2 separate regions of the Sus scrofa genome follow, and region 1 is linked to region 2. A link is a contact called in public HiChIP or PLAC-seq data. All regions are on one chromosome and are shown on one strand. Each heading gives the region's core, a stretch centred on a gene start, on an enhancer-like site or on the middle of the called end of the contact. The rest is flanking DNA. Distances are from core to core; before and after follow the strand shown.

Evidence for each region. HiChIP or PLAC-seq counts read pairs in DNA pulled down with a chosen protein or histone mark.
Region 1: a contact with region 2 is called in an H3K27ac HiChIP or PLAC-seq map of alveolar macrophages. The contact joins two enhancer-like sites. A contact is called at or near these places in 4 of 47 Hi-C or Micro-C datasets (alveolar macrophages, epiblast stem cells, mesenteric adipose tissue and 1 more) and 1 of 2 datasets of contacts at active chromatin or transcription factors (alveolar macrophages).

The regions. Positions count from the first base shown.
Region 1 is chr10:64,578,782-64,585,274 of Sscrofa11.1, reverse strand. It overlaps PRKCQ (protein kinase C theta type), which reads right to left. Exons shown (of 18, transcript XM_021065023.1): 16 at 3,416-3,604. Among named protein-coding and RNA genes, the nearest start is that of PRKCQ, 140 kb to the right of the region's middle. Within about 2 kb of position 4,439, at least 5 of the 83 cell types and tissues checked have an H3K27ac peak or open chromatin away from gene starts, as enhancers often do. A contact at or near this core is called in alveolar macrophages, where this site is marked.
Region 2 is chr10:64,390,551-64,396,655 of Sscrofa11.1, reverse strand. No RefSeq gene overlaps it. Among named protein-coding and RNA genes, the nearest start is that of PRKCQ, 49 kb to the left of the region's middle. Within about 2 kb of position 4,830, at least 1 of the 83 cell types and tissues checked has an H3K27ac peak or open chromatin away from gene starts, as enhancers often do. A contact at or near this core is called in alveolar macrophages, where this site is marked.

The sequences.
Region 1 (6,493 bases), core at 3,190-5,689, 190 kb before region 2:
CTGGTCCCCTTTTCATTATAAGACGAGCAAGGCTAAACATTATTTCCCTAAATGATTTGTTTTTAGCCGGCTGAGATGAATTTCCAGAAACCAAACCGTTTTGTTCAAAACACCTGTATTCTCGGTCCACTGCCTTTCGACTTGCTGGGCTTTTGGTCACATTGGTAGGTCTCTTTGGCCCCCAGAGGTGCTGGGACAGCTCAGCAGGTGTAGGCGCTTACTATGATAGCAGCTCATTAGCATGGTGAATTAGCAGGATTTTCATTTTCTAGCACATGGCACTCACACGGCAGATGGTATTTTGTATCCTCAGCAAAGGCAACCTGGGGCTTTAAGGTCTAGATCGTTAACGGTGGCTCTCAGGTGCTCCTCGTGTGTCTGTGTGGGTGCCCGGGAGCTCCTGCTTTCTTAACCAGTGAGTCTTGGAGCATGGTTTGCTTCTCTAGCACTAGCGCCAGGTCTTAACTGATCCTGGGGTGTCACGGGTGGGGTCTGACTGTTGCTTTGATGCTGAGTTCTGGAGACTGCTGCTGAGATGGTAGAAGACTGCTCTCTTTAGGTTTCAGGGTGGAAAATACATCAGGGTGTCCCGTGGATGCAGGTCGGGGATGTGAGGAGAGCGGGTCTGCGTCTGTCCTAAGTGCTGCCTGGGAGAGCCCGCTCAGCAGCAGCGGGTCCCGCTGGGATGGGGTGTGGCTGGAGTGGGATTCAGTCCAGTAGCTGGGCTGAGGGATGGATCCAGGAGCCTGCACCTCAAGGGCTTCCGTCAAAGATGTCCCCAGGGACAGGGATTTCCAAAACACCTGTCTGAATCCCATAGAAAGCCTTGGCTTGAAAACCCAATGGATTCCAAGAGCATGAAGCCCCCCAGCCGTGGAAGAGCAGTTCTTTCTCCTCCTCATCCCTCCATCCTCTCCCTGTGTTTGGTCGGAAATAGAAACACAGGAGATGGGGAAGAGGGGGACACGCATGCAGGACACAATGTGAACAGACTCCCTTTTCCAAAGGTGGGTGGCGGCCATGCGCCTGCCCAGCGGAAAGGGAGTGGGAGTCTGTGCTTTTAAGATGGACATGATGGGAGTTGCCGTCGTGGCTCAGTGGACACCGAATCTGACTAACATCTATGAGGACGCAGGTTGGATCCCTGGCCCCCGCTTAGTGGGTTAAGGATCTGGCATTGCCGTGAGTTGTGGTGTAGGTTGCAGATGCGGCTTGGATCCTGTGTGGCTGTGGCTGTGGTGTAGGCCAGCAGCTGCAGCTTTGATTCAACCCTTAGCTTGGGAATCTCCATGTGCTGCATGTGCGGCCCTAAAAAGACAAAAAACAAAAGAACAAACCAAAACCTTTAAGATGGGTGTGATGACTTATGTCTTGGACAGAACAGCTTTGCTTTCTTGGCTGAGATGGTGTCTCATAATGTAGGAGGGACGAGAAGTTGGTCTTTTATCTAAAAGTGAGCTGAAAATCACTTGTTCTATCCAAGCCTTCAGCCAGGGCAGGGAAAGATTTTTTTCATGGTAAGTTTCCGGTGTAGAGCATTATAATTCAGCCTCTGCACCCACTCCAGCGTGATCACCACCAAAGCCTGGTTACCCCTCCTTCACCACAGCGTTGCCCCCTTCACCCAGCATTGCCCACCCTGCCCCTTCTCCTCTGGTGACCATCAATCTGTTCTCGGTATCCATGAGTTTATTTTTTAGGTTCCACGTGAATGAAATCCCACAGTAATTGTCTTTGTCTTATTTCACTGGCACAAGACCCTCTCCATTCGTGGTGTTGCAAATGGCAGCATTTCACTTTTTTTGGCTAATGTTCCATTGGGTATACATTCCACCTCTTCATCTGGTCGTCTATTGACAAACACTTGGATTGTTTCCATTTCTTGGCTATTTCAAAGAAGGCTGCAATGAACATAAGGGTACATATATCTTTTCCAATTCGTGTTTTCATGCTCTTTGAATAAATACCCAGAAGTGGAATACGATATGAGTGTATTGTCATTCTAGTCGTAACTTTTTGAAGGATCTCCATACTTGCTTCCACAGTGGCTCCACCAGTTGACATCCCACCAGCAGTGGTCTTCCATCATTGGAGTTCCATTTTTTCACATCCTTGCTGGTACCTTCTCCCATCTTCTTCATAGCAGCCATTCTGACAGGTGTGAGGCGATAGCTCACTGTGGCTTTGGTTTGACTTGTAGTTTCCCTGGTTAGTGATGCTGAGCATCTTTTCATGTGCCTATTAGCCATCTTTTCATCTTTGAGAAAATTGTCTATTCAGATCCCTTCATCCATTACATTTTGCTTTTTTAAAATTAAAGTGTAGTTAATTTACAGCGTTGTGCCAATTTCCGTTGTACAGTATAGTAACCCAGTGATACACACACATCTTTCATCATGGTTTTTTTTTTTTTTTTCTCATAGTATTTTCCAGCATGTTCTATCCCAAGAAACTGGATATGGTTCCCTGTGCTATACAGCAGGACCTCACTGCCCATCCATTCTAAATGTCAGTTTGCATCTGCTAACCCCAAACGCCCCGTCCATCCCACTCCCTCCCCCTCGGCAACCACAAGTCTGTTCTATATCTCTGTGAGTCTGTTTCTTGTCTGTGGATAGGCTCATTTGTGCCATATTTTGGATTCCACGTATAAGTGCTATCATATGGTATTTGTCTTTTTCTTTTTGACTTATCTTGATATGAGAATCTCTAGTTGCATCCATGTTATTGCAAATGGCATTATCTCATTCTTTTTTATGGCTGAGTAGTAGTCCATTGTATATATCTACCATTTTAAAATCAGACTGTCACTGAGCTGTATGAGTTCTTTTATATTTTGGATGTTAATCCCTTACCAAATATGATTTGCAAGTATCCTCTCCCATTCAAAGTTTTCATTTTGATGATTTCGTTGCTGTGCAGAAGCTTTTTCATGTCATGTGGTCCCATGTGTTTCTTCCCACCTTTGTTTCCCCTGTTTATGGGTCAGATCCCCCCAAAATATCTCTGGGACTGATGTTAATGAAGTTACTGCCTATACGTTCTTCTAGGAATTTTATCATTTCGGGTGGACTGAACAGATTTAGTAGGGACTATGGGAAACAAGTTTAAGTTTTAAGCCCCAAATAGCTTTTGTTCAATAGACCCATTACATCTCAAGGTGCGGCTGTTTAAGAGTCCTGGAACTGGTTCCTGGGTGTTTCTTGCACGGGAGGGTCTGAGACTCCTTTTGATAGCTCATGCTCATCCTATCGGTGCCTCAGTTAAAACAAGGGTGCACATCCCCTTTAAATCTGGTTCAGTGCAGTTACTGTTTACTCTGCCAGGTATAAACCCGAACCTAGCAATGGACGGGAGCACCGAGGAGAAAGCCTAGTACTAAACCTAGGAGCGTTTCCTCCAGGCCACTTCTTACCTTCACTAAAAGGTCCTTTGCCTCCTTCTCGAGCCATCGTGGGTAAAAGGGACTGTCCATGCGGATGGAGTGGAACAGCTCCTCTTCATCCTGCCCGTGGAATGGGGACTGGCCGATGAGCATCTCGTAGAGAAGGACGCCGAAGGACCACCAGTCCACAGAGTGGTTGTACTTCTGACCCAGTAGGATCTGCAGGACCAAACGGCAGGGACCTAGTGACTAAAAATGAGCCTCTCTACAAAACAAACAGATTGTGCACACGGAGGGCAGACTTGCGTCTGCCAGGGGCAGGGGTGGGGGAGAGGGGGACAGGCGGGGAGTTTGGGGCTCGGAGATGGAGACGGTTACATTTAGAATGGATGGGTGACGGGGTCCTGCTGTATAGCACAGGGAACTGTGTCTGGTCCCTTGACTTAGAGTGGCTGGGTCACTTTGCTGTACGGCACGAATTGAAGGAACATTATAAATCAACTACACTTTAACCAAAACATGAAAAAAAATAAAAACGAGGTTGGTCTGAACGCCCTGCCTGGATGTCTCAAGGCCACCCAGGCAATAGCTCATGACGAAGACAGCACATGGTTTTACAAAGATTACACTGAAACTTTCGAGAAGCTAGTGACTAGGTAGAAATGAGTGGGCAGTGCCAAAACTGGGCAAACGTTCTTGAGTTTCAACCTCTCTCCTCTCTCTCTCTCTTTTTTTGCCTCTGGCCTTAAGCGAAACAACTGACTTGTCCCGCCAACCTTTATTTTCCCGCACGTGGGTGGCAGATCCAGACCTAAGAGAGCTAGGTTTTCCAGGCCCTTCAGTGCCTTGAGGTGAAGCGCTAAACCAGACCACATGTTGTGTGGCATCTGTGGTCCTGAGTCTCTGCCTAAAACATCAAGCTTCCAAAGAGGTCATCTGACAAAGCCCACCCTTAAAGCTAACAGGTCATGGTTCCGAAGAGTCAAGTTTCGTGACTCTGCTGAGAGAGACCAGGAAAACGAGCTGTTCAAATCCAGAAACCAAGACCTCTCATTGCAACATGCGGTGACACTGTGACACTTGTTAGCAGTGTTTGGAGGGGAAGGAGTCTGGTCGGTCCTTTAGGGAAGTGGATTTAAAGTCTGGAATCCCACCTAACTTTTAAAGAGATTCCTGTCCACATTCCTGGCATAAAAGTCTTCGTATTCTGGCCTTTCAGCAACTTCCTTATTTAACGTGGAAAGATACCGTATTGCCATCCTGCTCAGGGCCTGTCACCCCAACAAAGCAGGCCACGACCGTCTCTAAAACAGCACATACGGCCCATCCGTGGATGAATGGGTCAGCAAAATGCGGTCTCTCCACAGAGCTAAGTATTAACTCAGCCCTAAAGAGGAAGGAAATTCGGACGCACACTTCAACATGGATAAGCTCTGAGGACGTTGCGCAAAGTGAAATCGGCCAGACACACAAAGACAACTGCTGTAGGATTTCACTTATATGACATATCTAGAGAGTCCAGTTTATAGACAGAAAGCGGAATGATGGTTGTCAGGGTTTGTCGGGAAGCAACAGTTGTTTAATGGGGACGGATTTCGGTTGTACAAGATGGAAAGTTCTGGAGACTTGGCTGTGCAACAGTGTGGATATACTCAACGCTAGTGCACTGCCCTCTTAAAAATGGTTACGATTGGGAGTTCCCGTCGTGGTGCAGTGGTTAACGAATCCGACTAGGAACCATGAGGTTGTGGGTTCGGTCCCTGCCCTTGCTCAGTGGGTTAAGGATCCGGCGTTGCCGTGAGCTGTGGTGTAGGTTGCAGACGCGGCTTGGATCCCGCGTTGCTGTGGCTCTGGCGTAGGCCGGCAGCTACAGCTCTGACTGGACCCCTAGCCTGGGAACCTCCATATGCTGAGGGAGCGGCCCAAGAAACGCAAAAAGACAAAAAAAAAAAAAAAGGTTACGATGGTGTATTTTATGGTATATATATTATGTCACTGTGAAAGCCAGTACTGGGGAGTTCCTCTGTGGCTCATGGACTCGCATCCATGAGGATGTGAGTTCGATCCCTGGCCTCACTCATTGGGTTAAGAATCCAGCAGTACCACGAGCTGCGGTGTTGGTTGCAGATGCGATTCAGATCTGGCGTGGCTGTGGCTGTGGCCGGCAGCTGCCGCTCTGATTCGACCCCTAGCCTGGAACTTCCATATGCTACAGGAGTGGCCCCCAAACAAAACAAAACAGTACTTGGTAGGAGCATAAGAGCAATTTGTGAAATGGAGAAGAAAAGTCTTTGTTTTTCATGAATGCTGCTCCCAGGTAGGCTTGGGGCAAAGCTGCTTTATTATCCAAACCCAAGTGAGGATGGGAAAACAGGTTTGAAAGCACCAAATTTAAAAAGCAAGAAGGGACCCTCTTGGCATAGACACCCTTTCCATCCTTCGACTTAAGGCTTAATTCAGTGCATCTAGTGAATGTGTGCACATGCACACAGGCCGTCTTAGGATTGGCTTTTTCTCTTCTTCTTAAACGGGCCTTTGGAATGAATGGCAGGATTGTAGCACTGATGGCTTTAGCAAAGAAAAATGACACTGCAGTTCTAGCCATTTTCATATTTGCTAGGGGAGTGCTGGTGAGCTTTCCGATGTGGCAGAATAATGCTCACAGCAGCCATTTCTGACCCCCCCCCCCCCCCGGTATGTGTCTGGGCAATGAGAGAGGCTTGGAAGCGAGGCTCAGGGAACTGTCTACAGGTCTCTAACACAAGACTTGCTAAGCAAACACACCACCACCAACTGTGATGACCACGCAGATGGTTGCAGGTTCTACAACACTGTGTGGTTTCGGGCAGACTCCTTGAACCCTCTTAACCTCATTTGGGAAAAGTGGTGATGCTGTGGGGTCAGCTTATTACTGGGTGACTGTGACATTCCCGTGAAAAGTAGGAGAGACAAAATGCTCTGCCTCATGGAAATGACTCTGTGTTCTATGTTAAATGGGTGCCAGTTCATCAGGACAGATATTTGTGAAAGTAAGAGTTAAGTTGCAAGCAGAATTTTGCCATCTGCTGCTGATTTCCAGTATAAAGGTGCTACCTATTGGCCTTAACT
Region 2 (6,105 bases), core at 3,581-6,080:
ACTTGGCTCATGAAAGGGCCCTCTGTGTGATCGAATATGCTAAACTTTTAATCCTTCTGGGGTTTATTTACTCATCAGCAGATGGACATTTGGGTTGTTTCCCATCTCGGGCTATTATGAATAAAGTGTCTATATAACCTCATGTAAAACGCCAGAACTTTTTACCAGTATGGTTTCATTTGATCTCTGTGCTGGGTTTTGTTTATTATACCTACATGTGTTATAAATCCCACAATACAATGCCACCATTTTTTTTTCTTTAAACAGTCCTAAGTCTTTTTAAAAGAGTTATTTAAATTTACTCATGTATTTAGCATTTCTGGTAACTTTATTTCCTTCTTGTAGATCTGTGATGCTCTCTGGTGTCAGCTGCTTTCAGCCTTACAATTTCCTTTTGCATTTCTTTTAGGGCAGGTCTGCTGGTGACGAATTCTCTACGTTTATTTGAAATGCCTTTGGTTTGCCTTCATTTTAAAAGACACTTTCTTTGAATATAAAATTCTGAATTGGCAGCTTTTTCCCCCCGACACTTTAAATATGACCTTTCATTGTCTTTTTGACCTCCATTGCCTTTTTTGGAAAAGTTAGTTGTAGTAGGAGAATGAATAGTTGGAGCAGAGAGGATTTGGGGGGCAAAAAAATTCTTTGCGCGATGCTGTAGTGATGGAGATATGCCGTTATAGATTTGTCCAAACTTGTAGCATGAGCAAGTCAAGAGTGAACTCTAATGTAATCTCCAGATGCGGTGTGATAATGGTGTCAGTGTAGATTCACCAGCTGTTCCAGTCTGTCGGGGAGGCTGCTGATGGGGAGGCTGTGCCTGTGTGGGGTTGGGGGTATCTGGGATATTTCTGGACATTCTCAATTTTGCTGTGAACCTAAAACTGCCTTTTTTCTTTCTTTCTTTCTGTTTAGGGCCACACTCAAGGCATATAGAGGTTCCCAGACTAGGGGTAGAATCAGAGCTACAGCTGCCAGCCTACCCCACAGCCACAGCAACTCGGGATCTGAGCCATGTCTGCAACCTACACTGCAGCTCACAGCAATGCCGGATCCTTAACCCACTGAGTAAGGCCAGGGATCAAACCTGCATCCTCATGGATGCTAGTCAGATTCATTCACCACTGAGCCATGGCAGGAACTCTTAAAACTGCTTTTTAAAAATTCTAAAAAAAAAAAAAAAATCAAACAACAAATGTTACTTATAATTCTTGTCCTCCATACATAGTGTGTCATTTTTCTGTCTGCTTTCAAGATTTTCTTTGTACTTTGGTTTTTACTAGTTTGCCTGTGATAACGCTTATTGCCAAGTTTGTTTGTTTTATTTTCTTCCTGTTAGAGATCGCCGAGTTTTTTGGATTTTTAAGATTATCTTTTCATACATACCATATTTCTGTACACACTGTATGTTTCATACAGTATGAAAGAAATGAATGTTTAAATGTTTTTAAAAATATTTTAAGACATTTATAGGGAGAAATTTTAGAAGTAAATTTGTGAATAGAACGATCCAGTACTAAGATATTATTGCAAAAAGGGAGAGTAGGAAAAATCATATACATTTGATGCAAAGTATGATTTATAAAGTAAAACTTTTATTGAAACGAAAAGGGTAAGCCAACGAATTTGTAAAGCAAACATTTCTTTGAATTACTTATAATTTTATTCTTAGAATAGCTATTATTTACATGCATCCATTCAGTAGATTGGGAGATGATTCAGATTCTTATCCTGACAACATTTTTCTTCTGTTTATCTCCTTTAATCTTTCCTTTTTTTTAAATCTATAGTCTACCTGGAACCTGGCATTTCTAATATATCTCAGATATTATTTTTTGAAACTAGAATAAAAATGTAAGATCTAATACTAAACATTTAAATGAAGGTTGGGAATTAACACTAATATATCTTATCTTCAAAACTGAGATTCATAAAATGCAGAATTTATTGATGTCATCTTTTGCAAATTAAAAAACTCAAAGAATAAGAAAATAGATTTATGATAAATCAGAGGTATTGTCCATTCAAATTGAGTGTATCAGGAGAGGAGAGAGGAATATTGAGAGTAACAAGAGAAAACTTCATCTTACATAAAAAAGTTATTCACCCTAAGCAAGTTCTTTTTTTAGAAGTAATTATAAGAATCAGATTTCTTTTGTCATCTTTTCTCTAGTTTGTATAATTTACCTCTGGTTAACCTATATTTCTAAAACCTGAGTCATGAGATGTTTTAAATGAATGAAGAACAGTTTTTAATAAAGATGACATCAGTATTACTTTTTATATATGCTTTATCCTTATATAATGTATTGCATTTCCCCAGTGCTTTTTTAGACTTGGGAGTCCGATTCATAGCAGGAGCAGAAAGCCTGATCTCCATTGTTGTTACATTTTGAGCTTCAGAAGCAAACCTTCTCTCTTCTGAAATTAAGCTTCGGCAACCTTTTTTGTTTTGGAGCATCCTTCCTCTCCCTACACATACGTACTTATCATCACAGAATCTCAAAGTCTGCGCTGGTCCTTCACCTCTTACTTGCAGGTCCATTCCTCACCCTGCCCATGCTCTGCTCAGTACTTGACCTCTGCAGGATGTTTCTCAGGATCCCATGTCAATTGGCTGTCCATTGGGTGCAGCTAATTGATGAGAAATTGGAGAGTTGGGGACTGGAGAAGATGGGGCATTGCTTTCCTTCCCCAGTCTCAGGGGGTGTGTCCTGTAGCAGCTGCACCTCGTTGAAGTTCTAACTCCCAGCAGACACACCTGAGGTGGTCCCAGCTTCCATTAGGTGGTGCTGGTCTCAGGTCTCAGGTGGCTCTGCTTTTTCCTTTTGTCCCCAGCCTAAGCGCAGTCCCGACTTCCTGCTGTTGCTAATCTCTGAGTTATTTGATCCCTTTCACCAGCCATGTAACCACTTCTCTGAGTAAATCCCCTTGTTATAAGTATTTGGGAAGCTTTTTTTTCCCCACTTGGTTAAACACTAATGGATACAATCACTTAAAATTTGCCTTATTCTGTAATCGCTGTAACAGTACCTATTATCATAATTTCAATGGTGGGCCAGGGGTCAATGCAAAACTTCATTTTTTAAAAATTTCTTACGGAGAATGAAATGCATTTGTATTAAGAGCTCATTTGTATTAAGAGCTACTTACTAGTAACTTAGTAAGTGGACTATTAAAAGTTACAAACATTTAGTAACTTATAGTGGCTTGCCTATATATATTCATTTAGCAACACAGTTATTTACAAGATGGGGTTTTTATCTCTGATTAGCTTGTGAGCTTCAAATTGGACCAGGTATTACATGCTAAATTTAAAAATTAAATTTAAAAAATTTAAATTTAAAAAATTTAAATTAAAAAAATTTAAATTAAAAAATCAAATTAAAAAATTTAAATTTAAATTAAAAAAATTTAAAGACAGATGCACTTTGCCATGCACATGAGATGAGTGATAAGTACAACATTGTCAATCAAAGATACTCCCATAAAATTAAATTAAAAAAATTAAAAAAATAAAATGTTTTTCCTTTTTTGAAAAATACTGTTTCCTGGAACCTAATCCAGAATCATGGGTGACTCACTGGAGAAGGGGGGACCAGGATTCTGTGCTTTGAACAGCCTTCTTTGGTGACTCTATATCAGTTAAATTCTCATTTTCATTATGGGTGTTTGGGCAGACAGTGTGGCAAGAAGTCTGAACATAAAAACCATTTTCCAAAGCCCGAGTTGACAGACTGCTTGCTTCCTGCCCTTCACTGCTGAGGAAGTTACAGGAACTGGAAATGCACATTGGCCGGGGGCTGAAAGCATCTCCATCCAGCCCAGCCGCTTACGGTGCACAGATGGGGCCCCAGTTCTTTCCCTAAGCTACTGTCTTCTGAGGTTGACTACGAAACACTGAGTCATTCTGAGGTGTGACTGTGTCTGATGGACAGGAAAGGAGGAAAATGTTACTCAGATCAATTAATAAAGAAGTTCTGGAAAGATCTGATATTTCCAGAAAATAAGTCAACCCAGCCACACCACGGGTCCTCTTGGTACTTGTTTTGAATTACCTCCCAGATTCAGTCTGGGTGAGAAACAGGGTCACAGCCACTACTTCATGCAGATGAATCCCTTCCAAAGTTCCCATCAGCTCTTCCTCCGAGCCGCTGGGATTTTTCATGTATATTCACTGGGGCGGGGGGCATTGCCAGTTGCCTTTCGGGGCACCTTCCACCCGTCTGCCTTGGTATTAGGACTTTTAGGTGGGCACAGGCTGCCAGAACAGACGAACTCCTCTTTCAGCTGGGTGTAGCCCTGTGACTTAGCTCTGGCCAGAGGTTAAGAGTGGAAGTGACATATGTAATGTCTGGTTTAAGGGGAAGTGCCGGGCTTTCCACCCTCTTTCTCCTTTCCTCTTCCTGAGGTGCTAGGAGGCAGATGTGGCACGAAGGGTGGGCGTGCTGAGGACTAGGATGAGTGAGCCACTGGAGAGGAGGGGGCGGGGTTTGGTGGCTTCCCAGAGTAGCCCAGGGCATCAGCCAGAATATCAGCCAGGATTTCAAAGGAAAGTGAAAGACACGTCCATTCCACATGAGCCCGAATTCCTGATGCTCACCTCACCCGCATGCTCTCACATGTGAATGCATTACCTTGGCCACCACTGACCATCTGTTCCAGCTGTTTCTGGGCTACAGAGTCTGCCGGGCTTTCGTGGCAGCTGGACAGGTGCTAGAGGTTGGTGAGGTCTGTAAATGGCTGTGAAAGTATTTGCACACAGGCCAGTGGGGCCAGAGGCTGCTTCCCCCACAGCCCGCAAGAGACTGCTTCAATACACACGATGGCTTTTCTGGGTCACTGCTCAAGTCACTGGAATTGCTGGATGCATCAGTGCCCTTTCACCTCTCAGGCAGAGTTAGCTATGTCACAATCCCTGAGTGACCACAGCTTAAGATGATTTCAAGTCAACTGATGGTCAGATAAGTATTGAACAACTCTTATGTTGGGGTCTCTGCCAGATTCTGGCCATAGAAAGACATAAAACAGAAGACTGTGTCTTTGGGGATCTTTTTCTTTTGGGCTGAACCCAGGGCACGTGGAAGTCCCTGGGTCAGGGATCAAACCTGCACCACAGCAGTGGCAACACAAGACCCTTAGCACCCTGAGCCACCAGGGAACTCCAGGATCTTATTTTCAGGATAGAATATGGCGGCATTGAGTTGAACAGTATGTGAGAGCGTTTCCTGCCCAATCTCCCAATGTGTAAATGCAGAAAGATCAAGGCTCAGAGCTGTGATTTGCCCCATCATTTATCCTCTTGAGGTCGTTTTGTCTCCTACTGGTCTTTTCATCATAACACATTGTCCATTGGTCACTCAGAGCAGGGCTTCTCAAACTTTCACGGGCGCAGGAAACACATGGGGTCTTGAACAGCAGGGGTCTTGCTCACTGTTCTAGAGGCTGAGCTCCTGCAGGGCTTGATGTTCCATTTGCCTGGCTGCAGAAGGCCGCCTCCCCGCCGTGTGCTCCTGCTGAGCCCTCATGTGGTAGAGGGAGAGGACAGCCAGCTGCCGGAGTCGCTTCTGACAAGGACATTCATACTCCAGGACCAGGGTCCCACTCAGGACTCCGTTAACCCTAATTATGTCCTTACTCCAAATACAGACACCTCGATGGGGGTGCTGTTGTAGCTCAGTGGGTTAAGGGCCCGACGTTGTCTCCATGAGGACATGGGTTCGATCCCCGGCCTCACTCTGAGGGTCAAGGATCTGGCATTGCCATAAGATATGGCATAGTTTGCAGATGCATCTCAGATCTGGTACGGCTGTGGCTGTGGTGTAGGCAGGCAGCCACAGCTCCAATTCAACCCCTGGTCAGGAACTTCCATATGCTGCAGGTGTGACGATAAAAAGAAATCAATCAATCAATCAATAAAAATACAGACACATTGGGGGTTGGGGTTTCAGTGTATGGACTTTGTGGGGGATCTGATCCAGTTCACAGCAGCTCCCTTAGGTAAGAGGACAATCTGAGCTGTCATTCACCCTAAATGGAAAGGGCTGGAAATTAAGCCTAAGAAGCTCTTTCAAAGCAGCCTCTGGATGATTCTCTTCCTGGAGA